2 separate regions of the Mus musculus genome follow, and region 2 is linked to region 1. Evidence: chromatin contacts called from public HiChIP or PLAC-seq data. All regions are on one chromosome and are shown on one strand. The core of a region is the stretch at or near the end of the contact, and the rest is flanking DNA. Distances in the headings are between cores, read along the strand shown.

Region 1 (2,609 bases), core at 73-2,572:
ACCTGCCCAGTGAGTATCTTCGAGATAGCAGAGGCATAGAAAAAGGTAGAATGGAGCAGTGGAAGATGCAACCAGATGAACTGGCAAAACGTCTCAGTGGGTAAAGGCGCTTGCCAAGCAAGTTTGGCAAGCACGGTTGACAGAGAGACATTATTCCATGGTTGTTGTTCCCTCCACAGGAGGGCCACAGCATATGCACACACAATAGTGATAAGAAACAAGAAAATGATGTTTAAAGATACAAGGATTAGGAACCTCAAAACGGCCCAATGAGGAGAGAGCCAGAAGCAAGGCAGGGAGCCAGCTACCTTTGGGTCCTGGTAAGGTCTGGGGACATGAGTGGGTTCTGCAGACTCTCCTACACTTCTGCTGGGTGGCACCTCCCCGCTAGCTTTTGAGTAAGCAGGCCTAACCACCTTCCCAGCAAGCCCAGCCCAGCCCAGCCAGATGTGGGAGCCCCAGACTTCTGTGGGTCCTGGGGGAGGGGTCTGGAGAAGTCAATGCCTGGAAGTGGGTGGGCAGTTCTTGTACCACACCCACTCTCAGGTGTCCAGATGGAGGGCATGACCAGCGTGGTCCTCTGCCTACAGATGTAGCTCAGAGAACTTAGGAAACCTAATGAATCTACTGTCACGTCCACTGTGAAAGACTGGGGGACACAGGTGCCAAGTGGGGTCCACCTACCATGAGGCAATGGGCTTGGATCTGTCACACTGGCTCCAAGAGTCTGGTCAAGTCACTTCCCCTATCTGGCCTTTTATTGTTCCCATTGGTAAAGTCACCTTTAAGGCCACTGGCAGCTTTGCATGTTGATGTTCATCTGGAGCGGAGGGTCTAACTGGCTCCCGGTCAATCCATTGTACAGAGTAGAGGGGAAAGACGGGAAAAGGCTTATGCCTACTCCTCCTGAGCCCCTTACCCTACCTGGTCCTGGCAGAGCATCTGAAGAGCAAGGTCTCTCCCATCCTCTGATCCTCCTTGCAAACCCCCCCCCCCCCTGTTTTCAATTCCTTTCCTCGTGATCCTGCCAAGTAAAGTCACTGTGACCACACACAGAGGGCGGGGACAGCCCAGACATTTCAACTTCTGCAGAAAAGGTTCAGGTTTTCCCCACCTCTAAAGTTGAAAAAAAAAAAAAAAAGAGTAAAAGAGGAGGTCCAAAGACCAGAAAGAAGGATCAGGAACTCGGAATGGAAAGAAAAGATACAAGAAGAAATTAGTAAGAGAGGAAGCCAATTAAAATGATCCCTCCAGGCCACTGGGTCTTGGCCCGGATGGTATTCGAGTAGGCAGCCAGGCTGGCCCCTCCTTTGGTACTGCCCATGCCAACTTCCAGGCAGAGAGGAGGCCCAGAGGAGAGGGAAGCTGGGCAAAGGGGATGGCAGACTTCCAGCCTGGCCTTGTCCAACCCCTGGGCCTTGAGGGGAACTCTTCGGGATGGGGACTATGATCCAGGCAAAGCTCCAGGGAGCAGGTCTGCTGCCCGGCAAAGTCTGCAGGCAGATGTGAAGTTAGAAAGTGCCGGCTACCCCTTCCTGCGCCTGTTTAGAAGGTAGGACCAGCTTCAGGTGTGACCCTTCTAGGTCACTGGATGGACTCCCGAGTGGTTTGTGGGTCACAGTCTGATGATGAGACTGTGATGTGACCACAGTGAGGTCCTGGGCAGGCCCCTTCTCTTCTCTGGATTGACGTTTCTTACCTGCAAAGGTCAGAAGGGGGTGTGGGGGGTTGAAACCTATGATTACCAAGGTCTTTCTTGCTCGGCTTTAAGGGGGAAGGTCATGTGGTGGAAGTCATGCTAGGTGGGAGACCTTAGAAGTAGGCTTGGCTTCTCTGGGATCGCCAGTCCTTCTAAAGTTTTGACTCTGCAGGCATAGAAGCCACATGCACCCTTACCTGAACATGCGCGTGTACACACACACACACACACACACAAAACTTTGTAAATCTAGAGACAGACTAGTTGACTCCAGAGGTAGGAGCCATCTCTAGGTAGATTTTTTTTTCTTTTCTTCCTCCCCCTCTTTTATTTTATTTATTTATTTTTAACAGATGATAAAACTGAGGCCCTAGTTAGGGATTTTCAGAGTTTGGGACTTCCCGGCACCCTCTGGCTGCTCCAGTTCAGCTGTCCCAGGACGCTCCTCCCTCATTCCCCACCCACCCACCCCCGGAGCCGCAGGGGAGCACAGACCGGGAGTCCCAGTGTGTGTGTAGGGAGGGGGCACCCCGCTGTAGGGGCTGTCCTCAGCCCAGCGCCGCCCAGCCTAGTGGTCGGTCTTGTAAGCGGGGCGCCCTGGCGCACTCGCCGGGGCGCCGGTAATCGAGGGCGGAGGCAAGGAGGGAGCGACCGCTGCTGGGAGGGGTGCTGGGGCGAGCTCGCGCGCTGTGTTTGGTCTATCGGAGGCAGCTGACCTTTGAGGAGGAAATCGCTGCTCTCTGCTCCTTCCTGTAGTAACAGCCTCCACCGCCGCCGCCGTCAAGAGCCGTCAGGAGCCGTCAGAAGCCCCGGCCTGGAGCGACAGCCGCAGGCGCTCCGCAGCACCAGGTGGGTGGGTCGCCGTGACTCCGCCCGCGGCGCGTGGACAGAGGATCTAGGCTGCAGCCAC
Region 2 (2,609 bases), core at 51-2,550, 390 kb after region 1:
TTCAGACACACCAGAAGAGGGCGTCAGATCTCATTACGAGTGATTGTGAGCCACCATGTGGCTGCTGGGATTTGAACTCAGGACCTTCAGAAGAGCAGTCAGTGCTCTTTACCTGCTGAGCCATCTCACCAGCCCTAACATTACTTTTAAATAGAAATAAAGTGAGCTACACAGAAAGGGAGGGAGGCATGATGATAGTGATATCCGGAAAGAAATTGAAAAATTGAGGCAACACGTTACTTGTAAAGGAAGAATGGCAGTTTTGAGTTCAAAAGGCAAAGGAAGAAAAAATGGGGAGGAGCTTTGGAGCTATGAATTAAACATTGTGACAGAGAGAGATTAAGGGATTCTCACAATAATTCTTCAGGGAACAGAAAGATAGACACAGGCGGACTATTTTGAATGAGGATAACAGGGAATCAATGAAAACAGCCCAGCTTCTTCTCGCTCTTTAAAGGTGAGCATCTCCTAGCAGCCCAAGGTCAGCCTTCTTTTCAATACACCTTTTGTTTAGTGCTCTTATCCCTTAAATGGGTTCATATTGCATGTCAGGTCAGAAGACTCCCAAACTTGTATTTCTAGATCCAACAAGGCTCCCCTGAGAGTCCAGTAGTGAGATTAGTCAGCGAGCCCGGGACTCAGTAAACATGTTCTGGTTGGTCTTCAGCAATTTTCCACAGCTCAGCAGTGGAAGTACTGTTGGGAGAATGGAAACAGTAATTCTGGTTTGGGAACTGACCCGTAGTTTAGGCAGGCAAAGGGACAGATCTGACTAGTGTAGGCTGGGTATGAGTCAGATGAAGCCAAAGGGATTCCAAGTCTGGGGTCTAGAAAGGAAGAGGTTAAGAGCTAAACGTTAGTTTTGATTCTTTGAAAAAAGCAATAAGTTTTGATTCTTTGAAAATCGCGTATAGCGATGCAAACCACACAATATGCTCCCATGATCCTACAGGAAATTTAAGAGTGAAGTCAACCTGGGTGGGAATGCAGGAAATTTCGGCATCATGAGTTTAAATTGGCAACCGACACGAAGGTGAAGCCTCCAGATGTGGATTCTAACTTGCGTTCGGCTGACCTCGCAATTTGCAGAGGGAAACTACGTGTCGTCGTCCCCCCCCCCCCCCCCCGCCCCCGTTTCCCTCTGTTTAAGCGACAAGACCCAGAACTCCTGCGCTTCATGTTGAAGTTTTTCTTTAGACAGCAGCAGATTGGTGACAAGAACCGTTCCCATCCCACTGCGGCGCCTCCCGAGAGGAGTCCGGAACCTTTCTGCTGTGCTGTCAGCCCGGACATGCTGAGGCGGAGACCGGAAGCCCCTTGTCGGTTCCGGGTTTTCTGGGCTACTACGATGGCGATGAGTTTCGAGTGGCCGTGGCAGTACCGCTTCCCGCCCTTCTTTACGTGAGGCTCAGACCCTGAGAAGCCCAGTGTAGCTCCCTCCCGTCCCCGGGGCCCAGGGCTCAGCCCTGATGATTCACTTGGGGTTCCGGGGGAGACGGGAGCTGCCGGCCGCCTTCCTGTCCAGCCAGCCCGTCACTGTCTCCCCCTAACGTGCTGCTAGGCTGGTGCTGCTGCCGCCCTCTTCCACGCTTTAATTCCTCGTCCTGCTCCCTTCGCCCGGCAGGTTACAGCCGAACGTGGACACCCGGCAGAAGCAGCTGGCCGCCTGGTGCTCTCTGGTTCTGTCCTTCTGCCGCCTGCACAAACAGTCCAGCATGACGGTGATGGAAGCCCAGGAGAGCCCGCTTTTCAACAACGTCAAGCTACAGCGTATCCTCCCTCAGGCTCTTCCATAGCCCACCCCCAGCCCCCACACACACGCACTCCCACACTTTTCTACATGCCCAGACTGCATCTCCCCACCTCCCTTTACCCACAGTAGGCAGGCTTCTATTCAACCTGGACTTGGGAAACAGCAAAACTAAATGGCAGATAATCATTTTATATGCACTTTTGCAGGCAGTGCAAGCTCCCTTTACCCTAGTTAATGAGTGCTGGGGTCTTTAAGTCCCAAGCTTTACACACTGGACCCTTTAAAACTATTTGAATCTCCTCTCTGTGAGCCTCAAATCCCAAACCATCTTTAATAATTTTTTTGACTTGCCCCACCTCTCCCAGGAAGTGAGGGTCATTTATTTTTGCTCTCTGATTCATAGGTAAAATTTGTGGAGAAAAAGGCACAGAGAATGAAGTAAAGGGTAACACCCTTTATTTTCTAAAACTCTTGCCTTTTATTTGAGACCTGATCTCTATAGCCCAGCCCAGCCTTGGACTGGTGATTCTCCTGTGTCCATCCCATAAGAGCTGGTATTACAGGCCTGTAACACACTTTGCTAGTTCTTCCTTCTAACTGGAAGTTTCTTTTTACCTCCTTTTCCAGAATATTGAGGAAATGCAAACATATCTTCTTCAAAAATTGCATGTATGTATGGCAGGGAAAGGAGGGGGCTAGATCATTCTTTATCGTGGGCCGAACTCCGAAAATGTTTTATTTAACCTAATTTACATGTAGGCCATTCCCTTAACCTTAAGCCAGGGAAACTTCCTGTGGAGTCAATTCAGATTGTATTAGAAGAACTGAGAAAGAAAGGTGGGTTCAGTTCTCAGAT

The links. HiChIP or PLAC-seq counts read pairs in DNA pulled down with a chosen protein or histone mark.
Region 2: a FOXA1 HiChIP or PLAC-seq map of pancreatic cancer cells shows a contact between it and region 1. The contact joins the promoter of Vps25 here to the promoter of Stat5a in region 1. A contact is called at or near these places in 2 of 39 promoter capture datasets (erythroid cells and liver), 1 of 484 Hi-C or Micro-C datasets (embryonic stem cells) and 4 of 115 datasets of contacts at active chromatin or transcription factors (embryonic stem cells, memory CD8 T cells, pancreatic cancer cells and 1 more).

Annotation. Positions count from the first base shown.
Region 1 is chr11:100,858,029-100,860,637 of GRCm38.p6, forward strand. It overlaps Stat5a (signal transducer and activator of transcription 5A), which reads left to right and starts at 1,323. Exons shown (of 20, transcript NM_011488.3): 1 at 1,323-1,552; 2 at 2,456-2,548. It also overlaps a transcript of Stat5b not described here.
Region 2 is chr11:101,252,407-101,255,015 of GRCm38.p6, forward strand. Vps25 (vacuolar protein sorting 25) reads left to right here and starts at 1,301. Exons shown (of 6, transcript NM_026776.5): 1 at 1,301-1,401; 2 at 1,625-1,770; 3 at 2,537-2,590. The coding sequence starts at 1,349.